Linked DNA regions of Hordeum vulgare: region 1 is linked to region 2. Evidence: chromatin contacts called from public Hi-C data. All regions are on one chromosome and are shown on one strand. Each heading gives the region's core, a stretch centred on a gene start, on an enhancer-like site or on the middle of the called end of the contact. The rest is flanking DNA. Distances are from core to core; before and after follow the strand shown.

Region 1 (5,402 bases), core at 1,193-3,692, 420 kb after region 2:
ATATTTCAAACATGTATTTAATTTCTTTTAACTGTAAAAAATATTATTTTCATGTTTCTAAAAAATGTACAACATGTAATGAAAAAGTGGACAGGTATTTCAAAAAAATGAAAACTAAAAGGAAACAAGAAAGAAAAGGAAAGCGATCAAAACAAATACAGAAAACAAAGAGGAAGAGAAATCACACGGGCGTTTATTGATCTGGTCCACTGAAACTTCTCAAAATCACATGAGGAAATTACATTTGACTATCCCATTGCTAGAGGCGAGATGGTAGCTCATCTCTCAGGGAACTCCTAGTTAGCGCCTCCGGCGCCAACTAGCGAGGCTGGTGCTCGCGCGCGTGCTAAACGGGCCATGGCCCATTCAATGCGTCTGTGCTTGTTCGCTTGCTTGGGGTTCGTTCTTGGTTTTCTGGCGAAGTTGACTAGGTTCGACTTTTCCTGCAAAAATTCAACAACAAAAAAAGATCGCAAAAATCAGAAAATTTCTTTAGATTCAACGAAAGTTGATAGATTTCACAAAATTTCATCATTTTTTTAGAAAAGCTCACGAATTTTTTAAAAATCCTGAATTCAAAAAAGCTAAATAATTTTGAGAAAAGTACGTCGATTTAAAAGAAGTTCATCCCCAATTTGAATAAAAATTCATTGATTTGAAAAAAAGTTCATCAATTTTTAAAAAGTACATCCCAAATTTGAACAAAAACTAATAGATTTGAAAAAATGTTTATCAAACTCGAAAAAAATTCGTCGAACGAAAAATGTTCATCCTAAATTAAAAACATTCATTGATTTGAAGAAAAGTTCATCAAATTCCAAAAAATTTCATCAATTGTTTTAAAAAAAGTTCACAAATTTAATGAAATTCCTGAAGTTATTTTTTTCATTAATTTTGGAAAAAGTTCATCGATCTAAAATAAGTTCATCTCGAATTTGAATAAAAATAAATTGATTTGAAAAAAATCATTAAATTCCAAAAAAGTTAATCGATTTAATAAAAGTTCATTTGAAAAAGAAAAAGGAAGCAAAAAAGTAACAAAGAAAAAGATAAGAAAAATAAAAAAGCAAGCAAGCCGTGTTGAAAAAAAAAGAAAAAATGAGAAACCGGTCACGATCTGAAGAAAGAATAGAGAGGATAAAATGAATAAGTTATCGCGCATTGTGGGTTGTCCCAAGTGGTTGCTGCGTTTCTAACTTATGTGCTACGTCTCTGGTTCGAATCCGTTCTTGGCCTCCTTTTTTCCAATTATTAACAGAATAAGAGAATAAAAGCATCTGGGCGAGTCCAAATTACGACTGAGGGGTATGCGCTGTAGCGCTAAATAAGATTCGCCCATCTCGCAATAGGCGAGACATGGCCGTGGTACCACAAATGGTGCATTAGGGATATTTTTCCAACCCTTAAGCAGACCAGGCCGCACTCCCCCACAAGGCCACAACTTTCCCTTTGTTTTCCACGCCCTCTCATAACAATCGATCTCTTCATTACGCGTGCGTGATACAGAACATCCCGCCCGCTTCCGACCTCCCGCATCCACGCCTGTTCGTTCGCCTATCCGTTTTTGCCCACACGCACTCGGCTTACCGCCTTTCCCACACCCACGATTGGTAAGTTTGACACTTCATTGCGACTTCCTATAGGGTGACTTATATGTCGCGTTTCTAAATATAAGTCCTTTAACGATTTTACTAGAGACTACATACAACGAAAAATGAATGAATCTATATATATATATATATGTAAAATGTTTGGGGCACCTAGGTGTCTGGGCACCTAGGTCACTTATGGCAAGTCATATTTATTAGTGCATGTCATCCAATCGACAAAAATAATGTCTTTCCATATTTTGTTTGCATGTACAAATATATTAAATGGTGTTTGCTTTCCAAAACAAAAATAGTCTGAACATTTATACATTAGTTCATATATGTGTACATGTATCTGACATTTCCACATAGACCGTGATACGTGTTACTGGGTATTATATTAAACGAAAATATGTATGTGTCGGTGTTATACCCAATAAACATATACACATAAATATCATACATTTTAATAAATATGTTTTGGTGTTATACTCAATGAAAATAAACTAGTCTGCATATTTATAGAGTTTATTATGCATCCTGGGTGAATAGAGTTTATTCGTCACCAAAACATATTTACTGGGTATTATATTCACATGAATAAAGTTTATTATGCATCCTGCGTGAAGAATAAACTAGTCTGCATCCTGGGTGACGAATAACGCGATTCTATATATATATATATATATATATATATATATATATATATATATATATATATATTACGTGGTGGAATTTAGAAAAAAGAATATTTAAAAACGGAAGGACTAGTTGGCTCGCTCAGTTGGCAGGCCTATTAAGAATGAACGCTCGCTCGATCACTCCAGCAATAGGCAGGTTTGCTCGCTAGTAGATTCTACGGGAGCTCCTACCTAAGCTCCTATCTATCGCTCTTTATGCGAGGGAGTTCTCGTACGCGCAGGGGGGGTCGTCCGACTAAGCCGGCTTAGTTTTTTTGCTCTCACAAAAATCTGATAACTATTTTTCTTCTTCTTTTCTGTTTCTTTTCATCCATTTCTTGTTATTTCCTTTCTTTTTTAAATTTTTGATTCGTTCTTTCTACCTTTTTCATTTTTTTCATTTTTTATGAAAGCGAACAAATGTTGATTTTTCATCATTTTTTGAAAACATGATTTTAGAAAATGGAGAACAAATTTAAAAGCGCAAACAAATTTTCAAAGGATGAACATTTTTAAAATCTTGAGAATAAATTTAAAAACCGAGAATTTTTTTAAAAATCATGAACAAAATTGGAAGTGTGAACAATTTTGTAAAGAACGAATAATTTTTTGAATCTTGAAAACAGAATTTTTAAACGGAGAATAAAGTAGTAATTTCATAACACCCTTAAAAACAATATTTCTTTTAATTTGTTCAACATCGTAATAACAATAGACCTCCTTGGCATGAGAAGATAATATTTCATTATCATTAAACACACATTGGTAGGGAAGGTATTTTTTAGTTTCTTCAGAACAACAAGTAAAATCATGTATTTCGCATAAATTTCAAACATAGTAACACAAAGTATTTATTTGATGCCACAAGAGTTTCCCTTTTAAGATAAGAGGTGCCGCACATAATAAGGATGCTCATTTAATGATTTTTCCTCAACTAAGCTAGTTGGGTTTTCAGCACGAGCACAAAGGGATCGAAGATGATCCAAGTAATAAGCTTCTATACTGGGAAACATTTTGGGTAGTTCCCCAACCACTCGGTTAGTAAGTATATCTATTTTTTGATATTTTGCATTTCCTACCCATAACTAAAGATAGAAAACAACTTACAACATAACATAAAAATTACATAGTGATCAAGAAAACAAGCACATACAAGAATATCAACCGCTACACGATTGCTCCCCGGCATCGGCGTCGGAAAAGGTCTTGATAACCCACTACTGTAGGAGATAGTTTGTAGCCTTTTTTTAATAAGTAAGAGTGTCGAACCCAACGAGGAGTTACAGGTAGAACAATAGGACTATCGACCACCGATACAACTCTACGCACTCTAACGCTTACTTTACCTAGAACAAGTATGAAAGTATTTTGCAGAAAGGAAACTAGATGCACTTAGTAGGTGTAATAGATAGTTTTGCAAGAAAATAAAAGCAAGTAAATAAAAATCAGGGGCTGTTTAGATAAATATTAAGTCAGTTATTTGATTCGTAGAAGGTTTTTTGTAACGCAAGAGAAAGATTGACCATATGCAATTGAATATAACATGATAGATATTTATCATATGCAATGAGGGAGAGGCATACGCTAACACACTTTTCGTACTTCGATCATATAAACTTATGATTGGATCTCTAGCAAGCATCCACAACTACTAGAAATCATTAAGGTAAACCCAACCATACATTTAAACATCAAGTCCGCTTTACTCCCATACTCAAACAAGTCCCTTACTCGGGTGTAAGCTTTTTTCACTCTAGCCACCCACTATAAGCGAATCATGAACATATTGCAAACCCTTCAACGAAAATCCTTCATGCGTACACCTCATGGAAGGCACCTTAGGAAAGCACCATATCAACATACAACTCATATCAACAACATCATACCCCAATTAACCCGTAGGACAAAATAGATCTACTGAAACATCATAAGATAGTCACACATCATTGGATAATAATATATAGCATCAAGCACCATTTTAAGTAGAGATTACAGAGGGGAAGAGAGGTTTTACGCTGCTGCATGGAGGTGAAGAGAGTTGGTGGTAATGGCAGCGAAGTTGTTGGTGTAGATCGTTGTCATGATGGTTGCCCAAGTGGCGTTTTGGTTCCATCGGGAGAGAGGGGGAGAGAGGTCTCCTCCTTCTTCTTCCTTGGCCCCCTCCCTAGGTTGGAGGAGAGTTCCTCCTCTGGTCCATGGCCACCATAGTTCCCGGAGGGCTACAGCCCCTCCGACATTGGATCTCTCTCCTATTTTTGCTCCTGTTTCTGGCCCTTCGTCGTTTCTTAAATATCCATAGATCCATCACTCCAATCGGACTGAAATTGTGAGGGGATTTTTATCAGGAAAATATATTTCTTGCGGCCAAAGTAGAGCTCCAACCAACTTAAGGCGTGGCCACAAGGCATCGGGGAGCGACCACCCTGCTGGTCACGCCTTGTTTCCTTGTGGGCGCCTCACGCATCGTGTGGCGTTGATTATTCTTCCAAAAATTCACATATATTCCAAAAAATCTCCATAAATTTTTCTCACTTTGGACTTTGCTTGATATGGAATTTATGCAAAAAAAAAAAAGAACACACAAAAAAAAACTAAAACTAACACTAGGCACTCGATAAGAAGTTAGTCCCAACAATAATATAAAATATTGCCAAAAGTGTATGAAAGTTGTAGAACATTGGCACGAAATAATCAAAAATTATGGATACGACAGAGATGTATCATCGCCCTTATCGTTTGGGGTGTCCATCATATAGACATTGTAGGTTGAGGTGGTTGTCCGTCGTCCAACAGTGGGAGGGGCAATGGTGTCGACATCTTCGTCCATGTCCTTGGCCTCTTTAGAGGTGTAGTCCAACATATCAGTTAAATCTTCGATACTGGCTACCAAGTGGGTGGTGGGTGGGACATCAAATTCCATGTGGTCTGCCTCAAGACCGATCCGAGCATAGGTCAAGGACGGTTCATCCGTAATGTTCATAATCTGGATCGAGCCAACGTCTCGTTCAATAGTGAGAGGTCAACGGGATTAGTTTTCCGGAGTCTTTTGGAGTTGACCTCCAGCACGTCGACACATGGAGCGTGCTCGGCCAAGGCTGACCCTTGGTCTTCGAACGCTATAATCGGATCCGAG
Region 2 (5,573 bases), core at 1,651-4,150:
ACTCTAACAGTAATAACTCAAATAGACTTTGACCTCTGGGTACGGAACATGTGCGGTGAAATTGGATATGCATAAGGCGTATGATCGGGTAGAGTGGGGTTTTCTCGAGAAGATGATGATCAAGCTAGGGTTCAGCGCCGAGTGGGTGGCCCTCATCATGGAATGCATCTCCTCAGTCCAGTACCAAGTCCGTATTAATGATGAGCTTTCGGAATCTTTTGCTCCAACGAGGGGCCTTCGGCAAGGAGATCCACTGTCGCCCTACTTATTCCTCATATGTGCAGAAGGTTTGTCTAGCCTGATTGCTTTTGAGGAGACGGCAGGTAACATTATTGGACTAAAAGTGTGCCGAGATGCTCCCTCAGTATCCCACCTCCTCTTTCCGACGATTCTCTTATCTTGATGCGTGCGGACCAAGCAAATGCAGCATCCCTCCGGAAAGTTTTAGATGAATACTGCATGGCCTCGGGCCAGCTAGTCAGTGAGGCCAAATCTGCAATGTTCTTCAGTTCATGCACATCCGTCTAAGCTAGAGTGGAGATCTGCACCACACTTAATATTATGGCCGAAGCTCTCTCGAAAAAATATCTAGGACTGCCGCCAATTGTCGGAGTGGATCGCTCTGATTGCTTCCAACATCTTGTTGAAAGAATTCTGAGCAGGATTAGAGGGTGGAAAGAGAAACTTCTATCGATGGGGGGAAGAGAAACATTGCTAAAAGCGGTAACACAAGCTATTCCTTCTTATGCAATGTCTGTTTTCAAACTGCCGAAGGAGATATGTAATGAAATTACATCGGCAATGTCAAAATATTGGTGGGGTGATGACGAGCAGAAGAAACACATGCACTGGTTTGCATGGTGGAAGATGTGCGTGCCGAAAGAGAAGGGAGGCATGGGTTTCAGGGCCATCCATTGTTTTAACCTAGCTCTCCTAGCGAAACAGTCCCGGAGGCTCCTAAGTTACCCGGATTCATTGTGTGCAAGGGTGCTTCGAGCATAATACTACCCTGATGGTGATCTTCTCAATTGTACCCTAAAGAAGGGGAGCTCATATACGTGGCAGAGTTTGTGGAGTGGGATACAAACGTTCAGAGATGGCATCATCTGGCGTGTGGGTGATGGAGTTTCCATTAAAATCTGGGAAGACCCGTGGATACCAAGCAGCCCCAACAAAAAACTGATGACTCCACGAAGCAACATAGTACTGACCAAAGTATTTGAACTGATAGATGTGGATAGCAGAACGTGGGATGAGGAGCTCATAACGGATATCTTTTGGCCAGTCGATGCACAACACATTCTAAATATCCCTCTCGCGGTGGGGATGATGGACGACTTCGTATCCTGGCATCCAGACAGGCGCGACATGTTCTCTGTTCGATCGGCGTATCATCAAGAATGGGAGAACCAACATGGGCGAAAGTTGAGGAGGACGAACACAAACCATTCCTCAGGTAATAACCCTATTTGGAGAACCATTTGGAAGCTAAGGCTACCCGCTAAGATAAAAATTCACCTCTGGAAATCTTTACTGGGTGCTATACCATGCTATGGGGTTCTGGCAAATCGGCACATCATGACCAGCTCCCAATGTCCGCTGTGTACAATGGATTGTGAAAGTATAAAGCACGTGTTTTTCCAATGCCCTAGAGTGCAGGAAATCTGGAGGGTTTTGGGGCTATCGAGCCTGGTTAATCAAGTCTGCGCTCTGGAGCAAGACGGGAGTGGTGTTTTATCTGAATTGATACTCTCCAAGAGCACAATCAAATCAAATATATCGGATGTTGGGCGTGCTGAGCTGATCGCAACGGCAGTCTGGTATGTATGGTGGGAGAGGAGGAGTTCCACTCATGGTGAGCATATCGCTGAACCACCCAGATCGGCGCATGCAATATCGGCACTTGCAAAGAATTTTGTCAGGGCAAGGAACACGCGTCCAGGTGTTGTTCGCCATGGGTGGCAACGGCCGGCTGATGGTCTTTACAAACTTAATGTAGATGCTGGTTTCTCTGAAGACTCGGGGACGGGCAGCACAGGGGCGGTGCTGCGATCAGATAAAGGAGTGTTCATTGCCGGTTCATGCAGTGCTATATCATTTGCTGAAGACGTCGGTTCAGCGGAAGCAAGAGCTCTGCGAGATGGACTCATCCTGGCTAGCGAGGTGGGTGTGCAGAAGATCATTGTGGAGTCGGATTGCTAGGACGTGATTGACACCATGTTGCTCGACGACAATTCTCTTGGACCAGCGGCGGCAATGTACGAAGAGTGCTCTTTCCTTGCAAAGAACTTTAGTTCGATTCAGTTTGCCTTCTGCCCAAGGGACGCAAATGTGGTAGCACATACCCTAGCTAGGTTTGCTGAACCCACTGAAACTATAAAGTGGATGAAGGAGCCTCCTGATTTCATTATAGATACATTAGCTAATGTAGCTGATGATGTAACTGTCTTCTCACATGAAATATAAAGGCTGCTCAGGCTTTCCCCGTTCAAAAAAAAATAGACCTTGAACAAGACGGATTTAGTGTTGTCCACAGCAAAGGGAAGAAAAGACGACGAGATCTGGTAGTGTTTTTCTTCTGCGTGAGAGATCTGGTAGTTGACGAGATTGAATAAGAGCACTTGCGTGCTTACCTTGGCAAAAGGATGAATCGCTTCCGGATGGACCTTCAATCGCGGAGCTCCTTCAACCGGAGCTAGGGATTTGGTGACGAAAGACTCGATTTTTTTTTCCTAGCTGGGATGGAGGAACAGAGAATTTCCCGGGGGAAAACGATGGTAGCATCGAGACGGCTTGGGGATTTTTATTAGCTGGTCCTCGAAACCGACAAGGCAAGGACTCCGAGACACCTAGTACAATGGGCCGACGGCTCAAATTCAGTTTGGGCTGGCGATGCTTCTCCCATGAGGCTCAAAATCCTGTTTCACGCTTACTGCGTCAAAATGTCGGTCTGTCGCACAAGCCACCTGTTGATACGAGCGAATCGGGCCAGACCACACAAGCAGCCGGTTTTGAAAACATTCTAGATTTTCACGGTTTTTTTTTCGGTTTTGGGAATTTTCTAAAAGATTCCCTGATTCGTTTTTTTTCTTAAATATTTTTGTTTCTTTTTTTCTGTTTTAAAAATGTTCTGGAATTTAAAAAAATGTTCCGGGATTCTAAAAAATGTTCTGGAATTTTTATCATATGTGTTCGGATTAAAAAAAATTGTTTCCGAATTTTAAAAAATATTCTGGAATTTGAAAAAAAATAGAAAAAAAAAATAGATTTGTTTGAAACAAAAAAAATAAGCTAGACAACCCACTTGGGGGCGAGCCGAAGATGGGTTGGCCTAGTCGGGGGCGTCACCCACGTGCGGCGTGCGACTCCTTGCTGCAACGAGCCGCGAATAGGAGGTCCCCCCATGTGCTCCTATTATTTGGCCAACCCATGTGCTCCCCTGCACCGCTCCCCTCTAGTTAGGGTTATCGCTGCTTCCAACGACGCATGGCAATTGACCTGGAGATCTGCCTCCCCTACCTTCTCTCACGGCGGTCTGCGGTCGGGGCTTCTCCCCGACAGGAGCAGCCTGAGAGGAGGGGTTTCTAGGGTTCTTCCTGCCCACGGAACAGAGTTCGTTCACGGGCAAGTCATGGCGATGGATAGCTGGGCGTCAGGTTCTGGTGCCGGCTCGAACAACAACGACCTTGAATCGATGATGAAGGAGTTGGGCCTTCACAAGGAGGATCGGGAAGACGTCATGGTTGTGGAAGACGATCTACCAGAAGACGCTACTCAATGGATGGCAGTGGCTATGGTGCATACAAATCGCCCTTATAGCCAGTATTGGTTCTATACAAACATGAGGGTTGCTTGGGACCTGGCTCAGGAGGTGAAGATCCGCCCTCTCAGCGACAACCTCTATACCATGCAATTTTCGTGCTTGGATAATTGGGAACGAGTTATGGAGGAGGGACCCTGGACGTTTAAGGGGAAGGCCATGATCATAGCGCCATATGATGGCCTCACTCGGCCATCAACCATAGCCCTTGACAAAATTGATATGTGGATCCAGGTACATGACCTACCCGACAGCCTCTTCCAATATATCAAGCCTCTGGCCGCAACAGTGTGGGAACTGGGAAGTCATCTTCGTTGAGCCGAAGTCGCAAGTTTTTGAAGGAAACTTCTTCAGAGTGCGGGTGAAGGTAGATGTCACACAAAGGATGAGGAACGCCGTTTCACTCATTATAGAGAAGAAGAGGGAGATCTTTAGGGTCAAGTATGAACATCTACCGGACTGGTGCGCAGTGTGTGGCCAATTGTTCAAGGAATGTGGTAATGGTGTCCATCCTCCAGCTGCGCTAATATACAAAAACCTACAAGTCGAATGGTTCAGAAGCCCTAGAAGGGGACCTGGCGCTGACAGGAGCGTGTGAAGCAACCGTGGCAGAGATCGTGGCAGCCGGTCAGGGCTTGGATCGGGTCGTAGTGCCCCGAAAAACCCTTCTGATCAGGTGGAATCTCAGGAGGATGGCGATCAAGACGCTACAATGGCCGAGGCTGATCTGAATAGGAAGCGTGGCTCCGATGTGAGTCATCAGGCAGAAACTGTTTCGGTGAATCCTTAGATTCAAGACCCGGCTGCACTCCTTGCACTACTGCCTACACAAATCCCTGAAAGCCCATCATTGAAACAAGAATAGAAACGTCAACCTGTAATAAATGGCAAGAACCCCACGACCAACACTTCTTCTCTTGGCAAGAGTTTTGAAGGAAAGACGGCGTCCTCCATGTCGGAGCGTCTCCGGGGCCAATGAGTATCTTGAGTTGGAACTGTCGCGGGCTGGCAAACCCGCGACAGTTTGAGAGCTTCGTGACCTAACGAAGCTATTTGCCCCCTCTATCCTTTGTATCCTTGAAACTCAAATAGAGGGAAGTCGAGTGGAAAATTTAGCTCGATCTTTAGGCTTTGATAAAAGCCATGTGGTTAGCAGTTCAGGTCGTAGTGGTGGTCTTGGCATCTTTTGGTCTGATGAAATAAAGCTTGAAATTCTGGGTTATTCTGAGTACCATATTGATACTTTAATTCAAGAGTTGCATGAAAGTCAGTTTAGAGTCACCTTTGTTTATGGCGAGGCCCAAGTGCCGGAGCATTTCAAGACGTGTAATATGTTGAAGAACATTGTGGGTGTTAGCAACCAACCTTGGGCTGTCATTGGAGATTTCAACAAGGTTCTACACGCTAGCGAACATGATGGAATAGGCAGTAGGAGTCAGTCCCAAATGGACGCTTTCAGAGATACTCTTGATGTTTGCGGACTCTGTGATATTGGTTTCATGGGTGCTTCCTGGACCTTTGAAAGAAGAGGTGCTGGAGGCATTCACCAGGGTTCGGCTTGATAGGTGTATGGCCAACCCGTCATGGTCGATACACTTCCCTGACGTCGTGCTTGAGGACAAATCAGCCGCTTGTAGCGACCACATTCCGATTCTCCTGTGCTTAACCGATGAAAGCTCTAGCTGTCGGGGGCCTCAACGCTTTAGATATGAGCAAATGTGGGAATGGGACGATACGCTGAAGGAGGTTGTCT

The links. Hi-C and Micro-C count contacts between places; a contact is called where the count stands out from the background.
Region 1: a Hi-C map of leaf shows a contact between it and region 2, with 7 times the contacts expected there. The contact joins two enhancer-like sites. A contact is called at or near these places in 3 of 6 Hi-C or Micro-C datasets (all in leaf) and 1 of 1 datasets of contacts at active chromatin or transcription factors (embryo).

The regions. Positions count from the first base shown.
Region 1 is chr7H:58,569,314-58,574,715 of MorexV3_pseudomolecules_assembly, forward strand. No RefSeq gene overlaps it. Among protein-coding and RNA genes, the nearest start is that of LOC123410349, 21 kb to the right of the region's middle. Within about 2 kb of position 2,443, at least 1 of the 3 cell types and tissues checked has open chromatin away from gene starts, as enhancers often do. A contact at or near this core is called in leaf, where this site is marked.
Region 2 is chr7H:58,147,196-58,152,768 of MorexV3_pseudomolecules_assembly, forward strand. No RefSeq gene overlaps it. Among protein-coding and RNA genes, the nearest start is that of LOC123411592, 8.8 kb to the left of the region's middle. Within about 2 kb of position 2,901, at least 3 of the 3 cell types and tissues checked have open chromatin away from gene starts, as enhancers often do. A contact at or near this core is called in leaf, where this site is marked.